Linked DNA regions of Rattus norvegicus: region 1 is linked to region 2. The links are chromatin contacts, called in public Hi-C maps. All regions are on one chromosome and are shown on one strand. Each heading gives the region's core, a stretch centred on a gene start, on an enhancer-like site or on the middle of the called end of the contact. The rest is flanking DNA. Distances are from core to core; before and after follow the strand shown.

Region 1 (5,825 bases), core at 855-3,354, 160 kb before region 2:
CAGATATATCTGGACTGGTACTCACAAGCAGGTTTGGTTTTTTGTTTGTTTGTTTGCTTTTGTTTTGCTTTCACAGTCTGCCCAGCTTGCTGTGCAACCTCCAGTTTGGGTGAGTGACCCAGCCTCTCCTAGGCACTGTAGTAACTCCATTGCTACAGACGACGCAGTGTGGGGATAATGAGGAAGCCACGTTATATAAAGATCATAAAAGCATAGCTCTAATCAACACATCATAGCACAACTCCTTTGAGAAGGGACCTAAATTAGCAGTTATTTTTAGGGCGCTGCTCCCAACGTGCCCACAGCCTGGGTGAGGACACATCCCCCTTAGAAGTTGCCACAGTGAGTTCAGAGGACACCAGGATCTACCCCCTACAGCCCAACTGTGCCCTCCCCTGTGATTTACTGACTTGCCTTGCTCTGCCTGTCACTCAGCCAGAGTGGTCCTCTGTGCTGATCTGTTTGGTGGCACTTAAATCTTTGAAACAGACCCAGGAAGTCCCAGAGGGTCAGATCTTACAGCCACGGCTCTGGGAGCCTGCAACTCTCTTCCAATAGAACTGGAGAACATCTTTCCACTCCCAGGTCAGCACCAATGTCCCAAGAACAGACCTTGCAGTGGCTGCACAGAGACCCAGAGTCACACAACTGGCTCTGCTGGGCTCACTGAGAAAGGACTTCAATTGAAATGAGCTCAGATTCCAATGGAGGAAAACCCAGTGACCTGCAGAAATGAACCGTCCTCCTCTCACACCCAGCACACTTTCCTGTCAGCCCCTTCCCAAGGGCATTACTCTCTCTCCATTCTTTCTTAGCCAGAGCTGGACCACAAAGCCTGATGAAGTCACAACTCTGGGGCAGGGTCTTATCTACCTTACACACTGACTGTTTTCTATACCTTTGATTCCCCTAGCAGGGCACAGGCTAGTGTCTTTTTCCAAACGAAATGCCAAGAATGTAGGGCGATTTCTGGTAACTTGTTCCCCGATTCACTCCAAAGTAGAAATATTGGCCATGTAACACAAGGACTGCCAGGGTGACAGCACGCGTTTAGGAAGGGTGGCTCTGTAACATGGGAGTGGGTAATCCCTGAAGGGGGCCCTTACACCCCACACCCCAGGTGGAGCACAGAGAAAGTTCTAGAATATACTGAAAAACATTCAGAATGTGTGTGTATGTGTGTGTGCACACACACACACACGCGCGCGCACACATGCATATACTTGTGCAAGTGCACATACACACATGTAGTCATAGGTGGACCAACAGCCTGCCCTATCTTTTTTTTTTTTTCCTGGAGCTGAGGACCGAAACCCAGGGCCTTGCGCTTGCTAGGCAAGCGCTCTACCACTGAGCTAAATCCCCAGCCCCAGCCTGCCCTATCTTGTATCTCTATCTAAGAGCATACTTGGAGATCATACACTACCCTTACTTCTACGTAACTTTCTGGGCAAATTCTAGACCTGACTGTTGAACCATGGAGCTCCTGCCTTGAGGGGAAGTGGGCTGTAGAGGGGAGTCCTGCATCCTGGGTTCAGCCACTCTGTATCTTTGGGTCTTAACGCCTCAGCTGTAAAAAAGAGTGAATCTTGCCCCTCTGGGGACAGGAGGTATACTAGGTCAGATCATAGGAGATGGACCATTTGCTCCTTCCTACAGGAGTTCGTTGTATTTTTCCACTGCCTCAACACCCTCACAGGTTGTGAGCACTGAAGTAACTAGTAACCAGGAGGACCAGGCAGCTAAGACTAGACCCTATCATAATTTCCCTTCCCAATCTCCTTTGGCTCTGACCTGCTAACACTCAAAGGCAACTCTGGTCTCTCTCTCTCTCTCTCTCTCTCTCTCTCTCTCTCTCTCTCTCTCTCTCTCTCTTTCTCTCTCTCCTTTCCTGACAATGTGATTGCTTTCTGCCTCCTATCTGCTTGGCTAAACCTGCTCCCTGGTGCTCCTCCCAGTGACCCCTCTCGGCACCTGTACCTGCTCCCCAGCTCCTGTCAAGTGCACATCAGGAGCCTGAGAAGCTCTGTGGGCATGTGAGGCCTGAGTGAGTGAGCAGGCACCAGGGCTGAGAGCACAGAGGATGGGCAGATGGCAGTGCCTTCGCAGGGTTGGTGGAGTGTGAGAAGCAGCCGGCGCGGTGCTCAGCGAACAGTGGCCATCTGTGTCGTCAGCAAGCTGTGCCTAGTCAGCAGAGGCTGCTTCCTGAAGCTGCTGGGGACACCTCACCCCCTAGATGGTGGCTGAGTCAGAAGCTGGGTCCTTAAGGGACAGTGTCTGCATTCTTTCTCAGGCTGTCAGGAGGGAGCCCTGGTCTCCCCAGCAGATGGCTCCTCCTCTACCTCATGTTCCCTGAGATGCCCTGTAAGGCAGTCCATGGTAGGAAGGAAGGAAGCACAGGACTCAGACGCCTGCCTTTCTGGGACAGGCTCTAGGGACAGGGACAACAGCTCATCTAGAATCTCAGGCCTCTCAAAGTACAGCAGGACACGGACCCAGGGACTGAGCCTCCCAAGGAAAGATCTTTCTCTGGACCTGATAATCGCATCTCCCTGAGACTCAGTCCCCACGAGGGCTGGTCGCTGAAGCGTAGGACAGTCCTCTGCTTGAATTCTTATGACCCAGTGTCTTCCTCCAGCAGAGTGGTCAGATCTGGGACATGCCAAAGTCTCTCAGGGACCTTAGGTGGCCAACTCTTCACCATCTGTTGGAGAAAGACTTGGCTTTCTACATCCATGGAGTCAACCAGCCTTGGGTGCATGTGGAGGAGACAGGGTCTGCTACACTTAGTGTGTACAGAATGTCACCATTAGTCCTTTAATGATAAGGCACAATTATTTGTGTGGCACTTGCATTGTATTTGGTATAATAAGTAGCTGTCTTAGTCAGGGTTCCTATTCCTGCACAAAACATCATGACCAAGAAGCAAGTTGGAGAGGAAAGGGTTTATTTAGTTTACACTGCCACATTCTTGTTCATCACTAAAGGAAGTCAAGACTGGAACTCAAGCAGGTCAGGAAGTAGGAGCTGATGCAGAGGCCATGGACGGATGTTTCTTACTGCCTTGCTTCCCCTGGCTTGCTCAGCTTGCTTTCTTATAGAACCCAAGACCACCAGCCCAGGGATAGCATCACCCATAATGGGCCCTCCCACCCTTGATCTCAAGTAGTGACTTGAGAAAATGCCTTACAGCTGGGTCTCATGGAGGCATTTCCTCAAGGGAGGTTCCTTTCTCTGTGATAACTTCAGTTTGTGTCAGGTTGACACACAAAACCAGCCAGGACAGGAGCTAAAGATTTTTAAAGAGTATGGATATGGAATGTATATGAATATCACACCATTCTATATAAGGCACTTGACTATAAGGCTTTAGGTGTAGGTGTGTGTGTGTGTGTGTGTGTGTGTGTGTGTGTGTGTGTGTGTGTGCTGTTCCAAGAGCCAGTTCATATGGGCTTCAAGGAATGACCATGCTCTTGCCATGTGAGGGATGACCAGCAGACTGTGTCTGCTCTCACTACCCTTGCTCCACTCTGGAAGGTACCTCCTAGTACACCTCCTGAAGAACTTTAGCCTACATATCAGCATGTACCCTGCCAGCACCCTGGGTCGAAGCTCTTCCCCAGAGTCAAATGAAGGAATTCTTCAAAACGGGAGCACCATCCAGCTGGGTCTGCATAGAGCGGCTTTTATATCCAGGCCAAAAACTAGGTCGCTGCTTTGAGAGCTGCTGCAGGGGCCAGGCCTCAGGTTTCCCGCTGCAAGCCCTGCCTTCCACTCCCTAGGATGAGTGCAAGACAGAACTGCACAGTCTATGGTCTATGGTGGGTGGTGGGGCTGGGATGCAGAGTGGGTACAGGTAACTCAAGAGCCCTTTGGAGCTTCTTCCCACTGCCTGCTTTCGTTCAGGCTCAGCCTGATTTCTCTTTGAAAGTTGGATCTATTCTGCAGCTTAGGTTTCCTGACAAAGCCCAAGCTGCCCCCCCCCCCAGTTTTCTCTGCTGTTTCTTCTCTTCTGAACATTAGGCTTAGTCTGGGGTGGGGACAGAGGCTAGAGTCAGTCACAGACAAAGGGTGTCAGAGAACTGGGTTTGTAGAACCTGAGGTGTTCTCAGCCTCGGGGTCCCTGCTGGCTCCTCCCTGGCCTCTTTCCTGGCCCTGCATAGATGCTATGGGTGTTTCCCCAGACCCCCAGGAAGAAGCTGCCATGAAGGCTGTGGTGCCTACAAATGCTAGCCATGGAATATGCTTTACAAATGATCAAGTCAGTTAAGCCTGACTGTCCTTCCCACGGCACTGCCATAAGGACCTATTAAGCAACACATGGGGGGGGTATATCCAAGAAGAAGAAGAAGTAGGAGGAGGAGGAGGAGGAGGAGGAGGGGGAGGAGGAGGAGGAGGAAGAGGAGAAAGAGGAGGAGGAGGAGGAGGAGGAGGAGGAGGAGGAGGAGAAGAAGAAGAAGAAGAAGAAGAAGAAGAAGAAGAAGAAGAAGAAGAAGAAGAAGAAGAAGAAGCAGCAGCAGCTAGAAATCTATAGAACCAAAACTCAATCTTTAAACAAGTAGAGTAGGGTGACCACCCTCAGAGATAGAAGACAGCAGAGACAAATCAGCTGATTTAACACCTGGGCTCAATTAAACAAACAAAAAGAAACAACACATCTTGGATCAGCTGGGGAAATCAGAAGCCACCTCATTATTTTGTAATATTAAGAACTGAATATTGATTGATTTTAGCCATGACAAAGGACCCTTAGGGTCAAGAGACATATGAAACACAGCTGACGTAGTGTCTGGGGCTGCTCTACAACAGAGAGCAAGACATTGGGAGGCTGTGTCCCAGGCGAGGGTGACCAGGAAAGAGCAGAAGAAGAAAGGGGAAGATTAGGGGAGGAAGAGGAGGTGTAAAATGAAGGAAGAATTGGAAGAAGAGAGGAAAGAAAAGGAGAGGAAGAAGAGGAGGAAGAGGAAGAGGAAGAAGATGAGGAAGAGGAGGAAGAAGAGGAAGAGGAGGAAGAAGAGGGGGAAGAGGAGGAAGAAGAGGAAGAAGAGGATGAAAAGGAAGAAGAGGGGGAAGAAGAGGAAGAAGAAGAGGGGGAAGAGGAGGAAGAAGAGGAAGAAGAGGAAGAAGAAGAGGGGGAAGAGGAGGGGGAAGAGGAGGGGGAAGAGGGGGAAGAGGAGGAAGAAGAGGGGGAAGAGGGGGAAGAAGAGGGAGAGGAAGAAGAGGAAAAGGACAAAGAGGATGAAAAGGAAGAAGAGGGGGAAGAGGAGGAAGAAGAGGAAGAGGAAGAAGAGGAAGAAGAAGCAGAACCATCTCAGACATCACAGAAGCCACTCTGCTCTGGCTCCTTAGTGTCCTCAGTGCCCTGGGGAGCATGTGTGGTGTCCTTCCCTGCCCCCACCTAGCACAAGCACACACTTTCCATGGAAGGACACTCATTGTGGAAAGACAGCTTCCACACAGGGACAGGAGATCACTCACTGTGGAGAGACAGCTCTTCTGCTCCCGGATGATGGCCCCGAAGCCCAGGAAGCCAGTTGTCATGACAAGACCGCCAACGAAAATGAGGACGTAGGCAGAGGCAGCAAACGTGCTGGAGGCCAAGATGCTGAGGTAAACACTCTTCTCCACCAGTGTCCAGATACCCACGGCCATGACAGCTGCCCCACCTACCTGCAGAGACACAAGGCCGGTCAGGTGGCGCCTGAGGCTTTGACAGCTGCCTTCTGACTAGTGTCCACTGGGCAACAGATACTTATCAGGCCCCTTGTCAATTAGTCTTCAAAAGGGTCTAAAGGGGGAGGGAATTTCAGTTTATAAAGTTTCAG
Region 2 (5,653 bases), core at 2,261-4,760:
AACTTCTCCTAGAGCTGTATATGGGATCAGGCACCCCGGACCTCCATTTTTGACTGCATCCTGAGGGCAAGTTTTTTCTTGGCGTGGGGGGGGGGGGATTGTGTATTTCAGAGTATTTTCTCTGTGGTATGTTCACACCTATGACTATACCTCTAAGAGTAGCCGAAAGGACTACAGGAAAAGCCATGCAGATATAGACTACAGCAGGTGAAAAGTGCTCTGTGAAGCTTAACCCAGGCTCCAAGACAAGTTATAGAAAATGCTCACATATTTGTGCTCTCACCATCAGGTCAGCCTGGTGCCAAGCACATCCTGTGTGTCATTCAACACATTCTGTTCTGCTGTAGGTCTAGTGCAAGGGAAATGAGCGAATGGGTCTTGGGGACCACTTGACACAGAACACATCAGATGCACACCATGCTGAACCCCTTTTTCATCCCCCGTCTTCTCACTTGCCACTGAACTCTCCCCAGAAGCCTTCCATTCTGTCCCAGTCAAGGTGACTGAAATTGAGAACCCACAGGAAGTCTGGTGTGTTCTGTTGCCTTACTATGCTCAGTTCCTAGAACAAGCGGGACCCTGAGAGATGCCCAGTGAGTATCACGTGGAGTAATTAAGATGATTAAGCTAACTCGATAAGAGAATATTCTGACACTCGGGCAAAAGAGACAGAAAAGGGCTGGCTTCCAAATAGTCCTACTATATGTTTTTCATTCACCATAGATTTTCACCGCCCTAGGAGGTGGGTGTTCATGTAATTCTTGTATGGGCATACGTGTCTCTCTCTCTCTCTCTCTCTCTCTCTCTCTCTCTCTCTCTCTGTGTGTGTGTGTGTGTGTGTGTGTGTGTGTGTGTGTGTGTGTGTGTGTGTGTAGGCCTAGGCCATCTCTCTACCTCTGATATTCAGGAGTACCAAACCACTCCAAACTCCACCTTTCAGTGATTTGTGAATTTGTAATTAGATGGATGCACAGCAGGGGCAGAATTTCCGTTCCAAGTGTTTTCCAGGAGGGGTGGAGCATCAACTGTGATAGGTCACCATGCTTTCCTCTGGTCACTGCAGAGCAACCCTAGTGGCCTAGATATTTCTGTGCCCCAGGCTGCCTTTGAGTTGGAATAGAAAACTCTTGCTGTAAAAACACAGCTCTCCAAGTCCCTTTCCCATTCCAACAGGAGCTGTGTCTGTACTTGGGGAGAAGCCAAGCACAGTAAAAGATTTCAACAGAGAACTGAGGAAACACCCCCACTGAGGTTCTCATAGCAACATAATCACGCACAACAGCAGCCTATTTCGGTGGGAGCCTGCTTCAGCTCCCCTCCTCCCCTGTTAGTCACAGAATGGATGAACAAGCAGAAGGAGTGTGGGGTGGGGACAGTGTTGGGTTGAAAGTCGGTTGGCTGGGGAGCTGTTTTCCTAAACTCCTGCAGCTTGTTGAGGGACCTTAGACAAATGTCCCCTTCTCTTTCATCTGGAGTCCTTACCTGTAAGAGGACTGGCCCAATGTGTGGGTGGGGATCTTGCTATTCTGGTCTTATTTGATTGCACAAGTACTAAGCCTCTTTTGATCCAGCATCTCAGAGTCTTCGTATCTGAGGGAAGATACTTACGGGGGAAAAAGAAGGTACCGAAGGGTAAAAGTCACTTTTTAGAGGCACTTATGTCCCCTACCCCATACAACGTGTGGCAGGATGGGAGTGAAGAAGGACCAGGCATTGCCAAGACTCTGCTCATTCACGCCCAACTCGAATTCAGGTCTGTGGACTGAGAAGGTTGAGGTGAATTTACTGGGATTATAGATGTGGTTAACCCAAGCTTCTTGCTACATTTTCTTTAATCCTTCTTATCTCCATCCTCTTCCTGTTTTTCACTCTTCACCTCTGCTCACCGCAGTGTCTCTTCTCTGTGCCTGAGAATCTTGGTCTAATAGAAGTATCTATCATGCCGAGCCGGGTTTTGGCCCTTTTCCTCAATGAACCTGGGTTAGTTGAGGACAGTCACTCGTACACTTCCTGGCTATCAAAGGTTATGATCAGACTAAACAGGGCATTTGGTTTAAATAACTCAAATAAGAACTGAGATGGAGGGGGCAGAATGCTCCCGGCACATCTGTGAGGACCCCGACCTTGACCCTGTGGGCCGGAAAGCCTGAAGGTTCAGCTTTCCCTGAGGTAGCCAGCTAAAGAGTCCTGAGTGAGGCCTCCCTCCCCCATTGTTCTATCCCTCAGTGCCTGACAGATGGCCCGAAAGAGAGAAAAAAGCTCTCAAAGTGAAGACAGGAATGCATTGTATAAAAATTCACACCCCCCGCTGCCGCCCAAACTCCCTTAAAAAAAGGAGCGAGAGAATCCTAATGGGTACGTGACATCCTCACAGCTCTCTCCCATAAAAGGGACTTCAGGAGAGGGTGAAGGTGGGGGAGGGGCTGCGGGGAGGGGGGAGAGAAACGTGTGGGCCCCGGGTGGGGGAGGGGCTGACAGGCAAGACGTGGGTAGGGGAGCTAGACCGCGGGCCCTTTTATTGATTTGTTCTTGTTTTCCCAAGCCACCTCGGGTGGCCACCTTCACTTCAACCCAGTCCTCCTGCGAGGGGTTTGAAGGCCTTCTGGTCTTGGGTCCTGAGGGTGAAGAAAAGCTAGATAGAGAGGGCCTAGAGTTGAAGGAGTTAAGGACTGTCCCCTCCCATTCAGACACCCACCCTTTTCACGCCCCAAACAGTGATCCGCTCAGGAAGGATCCAGGAATCGACGGGGGGGGGGCGGGGGGAGTAGACACTAGGTAACCGTGGCTGAGTCTTGTCCGGTGCTTGCCATCGTTAGAAGGACTTGTACTGGGCTGAGAATCTCCAGCAGCTTCGCGGACGCCTGCTTCCCGGAGCCTGGCGCGCGGCCCTGCAGCGTGCGCGCAGCCCTAGCCCCCGTGCCAGGTGTGCGCCGCGCCAGGAGCGCAGCCGAGCGCAGGCGGCCCCCAGACCCCGCGGTCCCGGGCACGGGGGCGGGCTGGGGGTCCCCGCCGTCAGCGCCCCGCCGCCGCTCGCTCCCGCGCACCTCCCACCCCGCCCCCACTCACCCGCTCAGCCCCCGGGAGCGTCGAGCAGGACGCGTGTTGCTTCGCCCAGAGATCGGCAGAAGTTGGGAGAGTTGGCGTCCGCCACCCGCCTGCCGGACTTCGGAGCTGCTGCCTCTGCCACCGGCGAGCCCGCGGGGCCGCCTCCCTCCCTCCCGCCCAGCCGGCCGCGCAGGGGAGAGGGGCGCGGAGGGGGTCGTGAGCGCGACCAGAACTTGCAAGTGTGCGAAGGGATGCGAGGCAGATGAAGAGCGAGGAAACGTGAACAAAGTGGCGACCGCAGGAGGGACTCCACAGAGCTCGATTGTCGCGGAGGACGCTCCGGCAGAGGGGCTGGCTGGGATTTTTGCCCCCCCTCCTCTTGCATTCTTAGGCTCTCTTTTAAAGCCACATCAGCCTTCTCTCGTTCTTTACTATCTCGAATCCCCAAACCCTTGTTGGCTCTTATGGGCATGAAACACTCCTCCCGCTGCCTGCTCCTCCGGAGGAAAATGGCGGAGAACGCAGTCGAAAGCACGGAGGTAAGGAGGCGACCGGGCCGGGGTTTTCGGCGACCCTGCCTCCTATCGGGACCCCTGTGAGCCGCCGCTGGTTGCTGCCACCACCACCTCCGTGGTGCCAAACTTTCCCCATCCCGCTTGTCCCTGCCGAGAGAGAGAGAGAGAGAGAGAGAGAGAGAGAGAGAGAGAGAGAGAGAGAGAGAAGTGTAGGAGTATGTGTGGGGGGCGACGGTGCACGTCTCAGCTCCTTTCCCTCTTGAAAATCTGAGTCGCTTTCAGCCCCATCACCCTCTCCTGCCACCCGCTGCTCCCTTTCTGTTCCCCTAAGTCCCAAACCTTGGGCAGTCCCGCTCCTCTGCCCCTGTGCACTGGATTCCGATAGTGATCCCGGATCCCGGCTTTACGCAGAGCTGGGGCGGGTTATATTAGGGCCAGGTCTGCTCCCTGCAGTGCATCGACTGTCTCCCACCGCTGCCTGGACTTTACCCTTCAAGCTCGAGGCGGTCCCCAAGCTACGGGTCCCTGCAACACCGTGGAGAGCTCCCGGCCTCAGGGGGCCAACCTGGTGGCAGTACTAAGCACCTGCACCTGACCTCCCCCGCAGTCCCCAGGCCATAGCGGGGCCGGACCCGAGGTCTGTAGTCCAAGGGTGCTGAAGGCGCCACGGGAGAGCGGAACCCTGGGAGGGCGCAGGGACCACGGCCCCATTCAGCACCAGGGACAGCGCCCGCGCCTGCCGCAGCCGAGCCTACACAGGCGGAGGGGGATGCATGCCCGGGGCTGCAGCGCGAAACGGGTCTGCGGTCACTTGTCCCGCAGCAGCTTTTAAGGAGGCCGCTCTAGGTCCGCAAATGATACTCTTGCCCTCCGTCTTCCGCAGCCCTTACGGCCGCCCCATATCTGCCCTTTCTCTTCTCCGGAGTTGGCCCTGAGCTGCAGAGAGCCCAGCGGGTCTTTGCGTCCCGAGCAAGTGTGTTCTTTCGCCTCGCTCTGACCCCGCTGTCATCACAATGGGATTGTTCCTTGGCTTTGGGCACCTGTAGTCATGAAGGGATCGGCGTGGGCAGCCCCCTTACCTTCACAGAGGAACTGTGCGCCGAGGTGGGGGCGGAGTGGGGTGTGTGTGATCATCCCTTATTCGGTGGCAGGAAAAAGACACAGAGCAAACTCCAGGGCTCTATTAATAGTCCAGTGTCTGGTGGGGCTGCCGTACATTTCACATACGGTAACCCATATGCAGCGTGGGGCGGGGATGGGGGTGTGGCGCGGAGACTGTCCAGGCCTTTTGGGAATGCAAAAACAACGTGAAGACCCTTCCTGGCTTTCTTTCCTAGAGGTCACAACTCATCCCCCACCCCACCGTATAGGCAGCAAAGCTAAAGAACCCCCATTCCCTGGGCACTAGAGGCAGCATGCTTCTGGCAACTGTCGATTTTGAAACAAACACGATCTGGGGTTTGAAGGCGCCGGGCATACAGCAGCTAATGTCTTCTCCTTGAGTTAGGGCAAAGATATCCTGCATGTCGTTCCTCAACCGAACCTGAGAGCAGAGTCTTTGAAACCGAGTATAGCACCAGACGCTCAGCATTCCCCTCCCCCTCAGCCCTCTGATCGCCCACCCGCCGAACAGGTTTCTAAAAATAGCTTGGAGTCTCAAGGCCGCTCACTGGTGAAGTGTTGGGCCAGCCAGCTCGTAGCAGTCCCTGCAGCCCCGTAACTATAGCTCTCCCCTGTTGTTTCCCTATCCCACCTCATCTTTACTTGTCTTAAAAAATATATATATAAAAATAAAAAGTTTTCCTGGGTCCTAGTCCACCACCACCTGGGCTGGCGCGTGGGGGTCTAGTGCGGACCCAGGCCACGTTCCGCAGTGTGCAGTGGCGGCTGCGGCTCCCTCCACCTCGGTGAGGGTTAAAGGCGTCCGGAGCAGGCAGAGCGACGCGCGACAGGCTATTTTTACTTGCTTCCCCCGCTGCTCTGCGCTCCCCCTTCTCAGCAGTCGCACATGCCAGCTCTGCTCAAGGCATCAATGAAAACAGCGGTAGAGGCGGCGGTGGCAGGGGTGGGGGTGGGGGGGGGAACGACGACGT

Evidence for each region. A called contact is a pair of places that touch in the nucleus more often than the background predicts.
Region 1: a contact with region 2 is called in a Hi-C map of prefrontal cortex, with 2.0 times the contacts expected there. The contact joins the enhancer-like site here to the promoter of Prmt8 in region 2. A contact is called at or near these places in 3 of 12 Hi-C or Micro-C datasets (Schwann cells, frontal cortex and prefrontal cortex).

Annotation. Positions count from the first base shown.
Region 1 is chr4:162,463,675-162,469,499 of GRCr8, reverse strand. It overlaps Tspan11 (tetraspanin 11), which reads right to left. Exons shown (of 8, transcript NM_001024262.1): 3 at 5,479-5,670. Among named protein-coding and RNA genes, the nearest start is that of Tspan11, 42 kb to the right of the region's middle. Within about 2 kb of position 2,104, at least 18 of the 93 cell types and tissues checked have an H3K27ac peak or open chromatin away from gene starts, as enhancers often do. A contact at or near this core is called in Schwann cells and prefrontal cortex, where this site is marked.
Region 2 is chr4:162,301,202-162,306,854 of GRCr8, reverse strand. It overlaps Prmt8 (protein arginine methyltransferase 8), which reads left to right and starts at 3,510. Exons shown (of 10, transcript NM_001271385.1): 1 at 3,510-3,584. The coding sequence starts at 3,510. LOC102548836 (a long non-coding RNA gene) reads left to right here. Exons shown (of 3, transcript XR_353658.5): 3 at 1-2,399.